Linked DNA regions of Sus scrofa: region 1 is linked to region 2. The links are chromatin contacts, called in public HiChIP or PLAC-seq maps. All regions are on one chromosome and are shown on one strand. The core of a region is the stretch at or near the end of the contact, and the rest is flanking DNA. Distances in the headings are between cores, read along the strand shown. Region 1 holds the start of BAZ2A (bromodomain adjacent to zinc finger domain protein 2A). Region 2 holds the start of DNAJC14 (DnaJ heat shock protein family (Hsp40) member C14).

Region 1 (5,026 bases), core at 599-3,098, 710 kb after region 2:
TAATACAGGGACGGAAAGGAGTTAGGGTGGCGGTTATTCCCCCTCCCATTGGAGGTTAGGATGGCGTGGGAAAGCGATGGTTCCAGAGGGAGGAGGAGAAACCCAGACCGCGGGAGATTTTTCTGGCGAGGAAGACGCGGGGGAGGGGGAGATCCTAGGTCCAGAGTAGGAGGGGTACCCTGGAGAGATTGGCCGAGAGGCGTGAGAAGCCTCCGGATTCCGGTCGCAGAGGACAGGAGAGAAATGGGTGAGTAGATAGTGCGGGGGAGAGAGGAAGGGCAGCTCCCGCAGGGGGAGGGTCAGATCCTGCGTCCAGGGCAGCGGGGATCCCGGGGAAGGGGACCGCAGGGGCGGCCCGCCCAGGGACTCCAGGACCGGTCGTAGGTGCCAGGCCTCACCTGGAGCAGGGCCGGGCGGCGGCGGCGGCGGCGGCGGCGCAGGTGGCCGAGCCGGGCGGCGGCGGCGCCTCCTCCCCCAGCCCTGGGCCGGCCGCGGCGGAGCGGGAGGTGGGGGGGGAGCACTTAAAGGGGCAGGAGCTACTGGGGTAAGGACGAACGCTCCGATAGGGCTGTCGCGAAGAATCCTCTGGGGGAGGGGACGCTGGTGGCGTCTCCTAGGGGCCAGAACCAGGAAGGATCCCAGATGGAGGAAGAGAACAGATCCCAGGAAGAAGAGACAGAAACTTGGGTGGTGAAGTGGGGGAGGGTGGTGGGTCCGAACTGGAGGACTTGGGAGAGCTCCGCCTGCGCTCCGGGGGCACTGGCAAAGATCTCTTCACAAAGGAGGGCATGAAAGACAGTGAGAGTCACAAGGACTCCCGAGGAGTGAAGGTGCCAAAGAGGGAACTCGAGGCCGAGCCTGCTGGGGGTAACAGCGGCCCTACCAGGTGCACAGGTTCCCTGTTTCAGCTCCTCACCGACCCAATCTCTTCAGCGGTGGAAAGACACAGCCTCTTTCCTCAAGCTCGGCCCAAGTTTAAAAGTCTCTGGAATCAGGAAGCCACGAGAGCAAAGACCTCCTAGGCCTCCTAGGCCTTTCAATGTCAGTCCTCCCTCTCTGAGTCTTCTCAGTGACTGGAGCAAGGGGGACCGCCAACAGCAGCCCTAGTGAGGCTGATGTAGAACTGTGAGAATTGTGCTTTCTGAATTCTAGTTCAGCTTTCCCCCAACCACCACCACCCTTGCAGCAACCTCTGGGGCAACAGGAAGCAGCTGCTCAGTGCAGCCCCCACCTGGTGGTGGGTCAGGGTGGGGGAGGAAAGAAGACAGGGACTTAAAAAGCCCAGGAGAAAATGGGGGAAGATACACCTTTAAAAAATCTTCCAATGAGACCAAAAGTAGGCTTTACTTTTTTTAGGGGGGAGCAGCAGTGAGTGTAAAATAGTGGGAGGCTCAAGGAGCTGGGGAAATGGGGGTGAGGTGGGAAAGCCCCCACCTAAGGTGCAGTCTCAGGTTCTTCCCTGGAGCTGGAGCTTTCCAACGTTCGTGGTCGGCAGCCTCATCAGCTGAGCCCTGTGCCCCTATAGTCTGGCGTCTCCTCCTTCACCCCTCAAAAGAGCAAAGGTTAGGCCCCACCCCTGCTGAGTCAGCCAGGGAGGGAGGTAGGCATCCCTCAGGCCTTCCCCGAGGGGGGCCGGTCTTCATACTTACCCATGTCAGGCTGGCTGGGCTTCAGGGCTGGGACCACCTAGCTCCTCACCGTCCTTGATTCCCCCTTCACGTGAAGGCTGGTGTTAGATCCTCCCAAACTGTGAGCTGGGAACCAGCACGAATCAAAAAGCCAATGTATGCTTCCTGCGAACCACAGCCTGAACTGCTGTAGGGTGATGTCCCTGTGTGACAGACTGGGGTGGGGAGGGAGGAGGGAAGGGCGGGGCTTTCTCTGGGTGGAGAGGGAGGAGGCGGTGAGGACGGGGCAGAACCAGGAGAAATATGGAGGAAGGTTAGATCTGTGTTGACACTCCAGTGGCATGCTACAAGAAGAGACCGATGAAGGAGGAAGGAAATAAACAGTTGCAGGTAGTGAGAGGAAGAAGTTTCTGGATGAATGCTGAGAGATGTAAATGTGGGGGTGGAGGGATAGAAATGACCTTTAGGGTCGTAGTTCCCAGGTCTGCATCTGGATAACAAGGGAAAGTGGAGCAAAAAGGGCCGGCCCTGGGGGCTCCTGCACCAGCTTCTTACCCCACTTCAGTCTTGACCCAGAGGATGTGTGCCCCCACCCCATAACTCAGCATTTCCCCAAATTCAGGATTTTCTGGGAGCAAACTACCAGGCACAGGCAGCTCAGGGGCTCCACCTTCCGTCCAGATCACGACACAGAAGAGACTGGTGCCAAGGACGTCATAGGCAGATGGGAGGAAACTTATAGAGGCCCCTACTCCACCCCTGGCTCCTCTCCCAAGGCCCCTCCCCAACCTTCAGCCCCCGGGGGCCTCTGAATTGGGATGTTTGTCCTACCCGGCTCCTAATCAACTTGAATGCCTCAGGGTGGAGCTTATAGATTCAGGCTCCTCCTCAGGACAAAAGCCCCAGCCGGTTTGTAAACAGTCATTAGCTAAGAACCACATCCCTGCAAATGGCCTTCAAGGATTTCAAAATGGTGAGATGAGAGTTTGTGCAGAGCCTCTAGCCCTACCACCAGAGGGCAGGATATGGGTCTGGGCCCAGAAAATATTTCAGGAGCACCAAATCCGACCTAGTACTTGTTTGAAACTGGGTGTGCCTTTGAGTAATTCTTATAATCCTGCACCTTTCGGTTGGCTAAAGTGAAGGGGCAATTGTCTAATTCCACTATTTAGCTGAGAAACCCCAAGCCCAGCAACCCTGCAAATTACTATTCCTCTGTAACAGATTTCAATTTTTAGGGATCTTAGAATAGGGCTAATGGCACTTTAAACCCTGCACTGCCTCAAGGAACCACATACAAGTCTTGCCCAAAATACATGATGAAAAAAAACAAAACCGTGGCAATGGTGGGGCGGTGGTGGGTTGACTCAAATTTTGCACAGATCAGTATTAATCCTTCAAAACACTGATTAACCCCTTACTTCTCTTAGAGTAGCACTTATTTTTAAACCACCCAACCCACTTTTCCCAGTGTGCTTTTCTGAAAAAAACCTTTTTATTTAGCATAGAGTTTTGGGCCAGGGATCAGATCTGAGCTAGTCTCAGCTGTAGCAACACAGGATTCTTTAACCCACTGTGCTGGGCTAGGATCAAACCTGCATCCCAAGGTTCCAGAGATGCCACCACAGCAGGATGTCCCCTTTTGCTTTTTTAATCAAATAAGGTGCTAAATAGAATACTGAAGAGCCAAAAAATTGATTTGCCATGAACAACATAAAAGGCCAAAGTTGAGACCCTACTAGTAAGATCACATCATCCACAGGAAACTCCTCACAAGACTCATGCTAGTTTATTAATCCGAACTAGCAGCTTTTCTTTTTTTGATGACCCCATTTCAAACGTATATGGCCCATTTCATGCTGTTTCTTGTGACTATTCTAAAATTGCTAAAAACCTCAGTGTTGGCTTTGTTTTTAGGACCAAGAACAACAGACAGATGATGAGGGATGTACATTTTATTGGAAACCTTAAATACTCTTCAGACAGAATACAATGTCTTCAATCAAGGCTCTCATGGCCTACAGGGAAAACTGCATTTTGGATGAGGGGCAAGAGAGGGCCACAAAGAGGATGAGTACTTAGTTTGCCAAAAGGACTCCCTCATGAGTGCTCTTCAGCCAGTTTATCAGCTTTTGCCACAGCTTCTTCAATGGGTCCCACCATATAGAAAGCCTGTTCTGGGAGATGGTCATATTCACCTATATGGAAAAAAATGCCAACTGGTGAGAAGTGGAAGAATATCAATTTTCTGCAGTGGGTACCTCACCACTTGACGCCATTATTCAGAATATGAAATCATATCATCTTAAAAATCTTTTACTTTGCTTTTTATGGCTACATGTGCAGCACATGAAGTTCCCAGGCTAGGGGTTTAATCAGAGCTGCAACTGCCAGCGTACACCACAACCACAGCAATGGATTATCTGAGCAGAGTCTTCGACATACACCACAGCTCATGCCAACACCGGATCCCTTAACCCACTGAGTGAGGCCAGGGATAGAACCCCCATCCTCATGGATACAGGTTCATAACCATGAGCCACAAAGGGAACTCCCAATTAGAAATCTTTTCTGGGAGTTCCCGTTGTGGCATGGTGGAAACAATTCCAACTAGGAACCACGAGGCTGTGGGTTCGATCCCTGACCTCGCTCAGCGGGTTAAGGATTCAGTACTGCCGTGAGCTGTGATGTAGGTCACAGATGCAGCTCTGATTTGGCATTGCTATGACTCTAGTGTAGGCTGGCAGCGATAACTTTGATTAGACCCCTAGCCTAGGAACCTCTATGTGCTGTGGGTGTAGCCCTAAAAAAAAAAAAAAAAAAAAAAAAAAAAAAAAAAAAAAAAAAAAAGAAAAGAAAAGAAAAAAGAATTCTTTTCTTAACAAACTTCCCTCACAAACCCAATTCACAAGACATAACTACAGTATAGATTAAGAACAAGTTGTCCAGGGGTTGCCTCCATGGCACATCAGAAACAAATCCGACTAGGAACTATGAGGTGTTGTGGGTTTGATCCCTGACCTCGCTCAGGGGGTTAAGGATCTGGCATCGCCGTGAGCTGTGGTGTAGGTCGCAGAAGTGGCTTGGATCCAGCATTGCTGTGGCTGTGGCACAGAAGCTACAGCTCCGATTCAACCCACAGTCTGGGAACCTCCATATGCTGTGGGTGCGGCCCTGAAAAGACAAAAGACCAAAAAAAAAACCCCACAAAAAAACAGTATTCCAGAGTCACATAAATTCACGTTCAAATTCTTGCTCTCCACTTTGGCTGTATGACATTGGGTTTTGGCTTTGTGATAAGTTTCCTGGTTTGTAAAACAGAATAATACCTTTGGGTTTTTTTTGGTCTTTTTAGGGTGGCACCTGAGGCATATGGAGGTTCCCAGGCTAGGAGTCGA
Region 2 (5,197 bases), core at 200-2,699:
GGTCCAGATCACTGCCTTTCAGCTGCCTGCATGCATAGATGAGATGGCCACAAGTTTCCACGTACTCCCCCACTAATACCAGCAGTTCGATCAGCCACCAGAAGCCTGCCTGTCCAAGCTGACACAGTTCCTCTGCTCCCCACAATCCCAGTCCTCTGCGCTTATCTGCCTGACTCCGTTTCCGACCAAGCCGATGTCGACCAGGGACCTAGGATCTCTGCGTCCACCCTCCCGAGTATCCTCCTTGGCTGGAATGCGGTGCCGCTGTCTCCTCGGTGGAGGTTTCTTTCCACTGGGCACACGTGAAAAATCATTGGGGAACTTAAGAGGTTCCTCATCATCATATTCCTCTTCCAACTCTTCATCTTCCCCCAAAGCTGGAGTGGTACAATGGTGGCAAAAGTTGCTAGAAGAGCTATCTCCTCCCTGAGAATAAGGCCCTTCAGGAATTCCAGGGATTCCCTGGCAGTCACAAGCAGATGGAATGGAAAGAAAGGAAGGGTTCCCATCCTCCTGGTACCCAGCCTCATTCTCTTTTGAGAGTTCCTGGTCCACTCCTGACTCTTCTTCTGAAGATGCCTCACTCTGATCAGGGTCCTCTCCATTCCTAGGGGGTCCTGGACCCCTTGGGGGGCCATGGCTTGGATCCGACCAGTGAGCTGGATTTGGGGGCTGTGTGTACTTAGGACTAGAGTGCTCTGTGAGGCAGCGGGCACCATTAGGAGCAGGCCCGGCTGAGTCCCTGAGTCCTGAGAATGAAAGTATTTCAGGGTCCACAGAGGGTCCTAGAGTCCTGAGGGAGGCACCACCACTGTGGTGGGCTCCACACAACCCTCTTTCTCCGGGGTGCTTCTGGGCCATGACCCCGGGGCTTCCTGAGGATATTAGGTCACAGCCATCATGGTAAATTCTGATACCTGTAACAGAGGTATCAAGGTGGAGATGATCAAGGATAGGTCCAAGAAAGAGGTTAGATAATCTTAAATTAGGGATACATTGAATGCACCGAGTTCTTCTGGCGCATTCATTACCCCAGCAATAAAGCCAATACGACAACCTGCTCCCTCCCCCCACCCCCCTTACTTTTCTCTTTCACCAGAAAGCTATAACCATGAATCCAGGGAAAAGGGAGGTACCGTAAAGGGTGCGATCCTGGGGGTCACTCTTGGTTAAAAAGTAAGGACTGGAAAGGGGACCACAAGCTGCCAGAAAAGGGTGGGGACCGAGCGGCCCTTAAGGAAAATCTAGGGCGGAGTCTGGGTTTGTCCCAGAGAGAGACAACCCTCGAACCCTCAGGGCTAGGTGGACGAAGGTAACGTACCTAAGAGCGGCGGTAACTCCTCCCCCTCGAGCAGCTGGGCCTAGGGCCAGGGGGAGCTACGAGAGCAGCTCCCCCGGCTCCGCCTCCCGCTCACGCTCTGCTTCCGCCTTCCGTGCCCGCCGCTGCCGCCGACCTGCGCTTACTTCCACTTCCGGGGTCACCAGGGAAGACACGGGAAGGAGAAGTAAAAGCGGTTGGCGGAGGCGCGAGCCTGTTCGGTAAAGCGCCGAGTCCAATCGGAAGAGGCGGCCTTGAGGAAGCGCTGGTCCCGCCCCTTAAAGGTCCCTCTCCTTCCTCCCTCCGCGTGCTGAAGTGGAATTCGCGAAGGTTGCACCCTTGGAAGCGAAGCAAGTGGACGCTGCAGCAGTGCCTGTGGAGTGGTTGCAGAGTCTCAGGGTCCCTCTGGCAGTATTTTTGGACTTTGCCAAAACCAGGGGTTAGAGGAAAGCCACCGAGCCAGTCTGTTTCCCTTGCAGACAAAACCCGGGAGCATAGGGGAGCCACCGTTCTGATCACTTCCCTGCTGGCTGTAACGAGGTCAGAGGCCCTTTAGTATCGTGCAGAGGTAGAATGGAGGGAAGGACGCCCCAGGCCTGACCCCACCCTGGCCCTCCTACACTGCTCCTTCTTTCCCAGCAACCCACGGTCTCCGCAGCGCCTGACCCAGCTGGCGAACTGCCCGGTACAACTGTAGCTCCCACGGCCCGGATCCGCCCCTCTGGGTAGAACTCTCAGGCCTCGTCACGAAGTTGGGCCAGAGGAATGGGAGCGTAGCTTCGCTAGGCTCTGGACCCGAGCGGAATGCCAAAAAACACTGGATTCATCTGCTTGCTGCTTTGCATCTCGTTTGCATACCAAGCTGTCTGTCGACGTCGACACGCTTCCCCGCCCCCACGCAGACCCGGCTTGGCTCCCTTCTCTGTGCGTCCCCTCCTCTCCACACGCCTCTCTCCGTTAGTCCCCCTTCCAGACTCCGTCTTGCTCCGCAAGTTTTTCTACCCATGAACCCCTCGCCGGCAACCCCAGACCAGTAAGAGCCCCTTCCCCCGATCCTGGATCCCGGGTCCCGGGTCCCGAAAACCAAGTTCTCCAGAAAACAATACTCCAATTCTCTGGGAAGTGGAAGAAACCAAGCCGGAGTAGGGGGGCGCTGGGACACCAGTAGAGGGTTTGAGAGCTTCGAGTTGTTGAGTCAGCGCTGAAGTATTCAGAGACCTTTTCTCAAACCTCTTGCGTTTCTCCAAGACCCTTCCTTCCTACGGTTGCGGGGTCTGTGGTCCCAGCCTACATCAATAGGCAAACTGGGTCCCCCCACACAAAACGAAAAGAGTTGGAGGGGCCCGCCCTGTGATGTCAGCCCCCCCAACACACACACACCCTGTCCCCTTCCTCCAACCCCCAAACTGGTTGCATTTAGCCCACGGGGCTTGGACTACGACTTGCAAGAGTTCAGGGGGCAACGAACAGAGTGGCCCTGGGGGTGTCCACTCCCAACAACCACCCGAAACGACGCCTAAGACTCCGGGCAGGGATGCAGCTGGGGGTCTAGGGAAGCACATCTACCCCCTCCTCTCCTCAGCCTTGACAGGGTGGTGAGTAGTTAACACCCCCTCCCCAACCTCTCCTTATTTAGGGTCCCCAGACTTCCAAATGGATTGAGGAGAGGAGCCCTAGGGATTGCCCAAGCCAACTCTTCCTTTTCTATGACCAAAAGAAGACAGCTGAAGGGAAGTGCCTGCACCGCCTTACCCTCCTCCCTTAGTGCCCCCAATGCCAGCCCCTCCTTGGTGTTCTTTCAGGAACTAAGTTCAAATCCCACTGGCAGCGCTGACATACCAGGGGAAAGGAAAAGGTAGGAAAGTTCCACCAGTATCCTGAAGGGAGGAGCAAATACGAGATGTCTATGGGCAAGGCGCCTGCCTAGTCTAAGAGGGACCACAGGAACTGGACTGTTGCTGGGCGCCCCTTCCCCCAACAACTCCGTCTCCACCTGAGGCGGAGGCTTCAAAACCCTGACAAAATCTGTGTTGCTGTCTCCACTTGATTCCTTATCCCAAACTCTTTTTGGTGTCTACTTTTTTCTCCTCTTCCTTCTCTGGGGTTAGAGCAGCTGAGGGAGACCCTTCACCATGACTCATTCTATCCTCTTCCTCCTCCTTCTCCCCCTTTTGTTAACTCCACCCTTCCCAGTCTAATGGGATAATTTTGAGTCCCAGCTGCAAATGGGGCAAAGTTTCTCTTCAGCTGGAATTGGCTGCTAGGCCTTTAGACCCTAGTCACCTGAGTGCCCCTGGCCTTTCCCTCCACACACAAGGACTAGGAAACTCCAACCCCACCCTGAAAAACCAGGGGACAAAGACTCATTACCTGCATAAGATTTTTTTTTTTTTTTTGGTCTTTTTTTTTGTCATTTCTTGGGCCGCTCCCCAGGCATACGGAGGTTCCCAGGCTAGGGGTCAAATCAGAGCTCTAGCCACCAGCCTACACCACAGCCACAGCCACAGCAACGCCAGATCCGAGCCGCATCTGCAGCCTACACCACAGCTCACAGCAATGTCGGATCCTTAACCCACTGAGCAAGGCCAGGGAGCGAACCCCAAACCTCATGGTTCCTAGTCGGATTCGTTAACCACTGAGCCACGACAGGAACTCCCCCTGCATAAGATTTTAAGTTCTAGTTCTAGTCCTTGCTTCAGAGGGTGATAGAGAGACATCTGGCTCCCTTCGACCCAGCCCCATAGATTCCTTCACTTAGTGTAGCAGGGCCAAGCTCTCTCTGAAATTGGCCTTTCTTCAAGAGAGAGAGGTACAGAGTCCTCAAGGTTTGTAAGCACCTGAGTTCCTGCCCCTACCCCCTTGCAGGTTTCCCAGGCCCCTCAAGACATTCATGGATGGATAAGAGGAGCTGACACTGGCCTCCCCATCTGTGACCACCTTCTCTTCGGCCATGGAGGAAGCCTTGCTGCCCCTGGCCATGACCTCTGACCCCAGGCCCTTTAATCAACAACTTCCAGAGCCTCCAGACCCAAGATGTGTCTTGGAACCCCAGGACAATCCTGAATTGGCACCCGCCCTGGTGTGTGCTCTTTGCTGCTGCTTTGGAATCATCTACTGCTGCTTCGGTGAGGGCAGGGCCAGGGTTCTGGGGGCAGCTGCCCAAGACTGTCACCCTCAAGGATGAGGCCAACTTTCTCCTTTACTCCAGGGCCACCTCTACTCCTCTATCAGGGGACACCTACTTTCAGTATGGCTGACACTGCTCTTGCCAGCTCTTCTCCCATGCCACGCCCATGCCCTCCAGCTCTGACCCCTGGCAACTATCACTTGCCTCCTGCTTTAAAATTCCATTATCAGATTAACCTGCATGCTTAAGACTTCTTCACCCTTCCCCAATAACCTGAGTCAGCCTTTGGTGATTTCTTCCTGTCTATCATCCCTGGAAAGACTAAACCTTTTTTCTATACTTATTCCCCTCCTTCTATCCATTTTACTTCTTGATTTGCCCTCCCATCCTCCCACAGTTCCTGAAAAGGCCCCACCCTCCCTGCGATGCTCCCTTTCTGCCCTTTGCTTTGAGGTCCCTGGGTGTGCTGCTCCTGTCTTCTGCCCCTCTGGTCAGCCATTCCTCTCCCTTCTCATTCATCAGAGCCATCCCTGTAGAGTCCACCTTCCTGCCTCTCAGTGCCTCCTGCCTCCCTTCCCAGGCTACCGCTGCTTCAAGGCAGTGATGTTTCTCTCCGGCCTGCTGTCAGGAGCTCTGGTGATCTTCCTGCTGTGCCACAAGGAACGAGTGCTAGAGACACAGCTGAGCCTGGAGGTGAGCGCTGGCATTGCGCTAGGCATCGGACTCCTCTGCGGCCTGGTCACCATGCTGGT

Evidence for each region. HiChIP or PLAC-seq counts read pairs in DNA pulled down with a chosen protein or histone mark.
Region 1: an H3K27ac HiChIP or PLAC-seq map of alveolar macrophages shows a contact between it and region 2. The contact joins the promoter of BAZ2A here to the promoter of DNAJC14 in region 2. A contact is called at or near these places in 1 of 5 promoter capture datasets (fetal liver) and 1 of 2 datasets of contacts at active chromatin or transcription factors (alveolar macrophages).

What each region holds. Positions count from the first base shown.
Region 1 is chr5:21,981,185-21,986,210 of Sscrofa11.1, forward strand. It overlaps BAZ2A (bromodomain adjacent to zinc finger domain protein 2A), which reads right to left and starts at 1,849. Exons shown (of 29, transcript XM_001927752.7): 1 at 1,650-1,849. The coding sequence starts at 1,653. It overlaps ATP5B (ATP synthase subunit beta, mitochondrial), which reads right to left. Exons shown (of 10, transcript XM_001929410.5): 10 at 3,566-3,826. The coding sequence ends at 3,729.
Region 2 is chr5:21,271,786-21,276,982 of Sscrofa11.1, forward strand. It overlaps DNAJC14 (DnaJ heat shock protein family (Hsp40) member C14), which reads right to left and starts at 1,450. Exons shown (of 8, transcript NM_001185066.1): 1 at 1,322-1,450; 2 at 208-917; 3 at 1-205. The coding sequence starts at 861. It overlaps LOC100523964 (transmembrane protein 198-like), which reads left to right and starts at 1,622. Exons shown (of 4, transcript XM_021091778.1): 1 at 1,622-2,913; 2 at 4,184-5,197. The coding sequence starts at 4,686.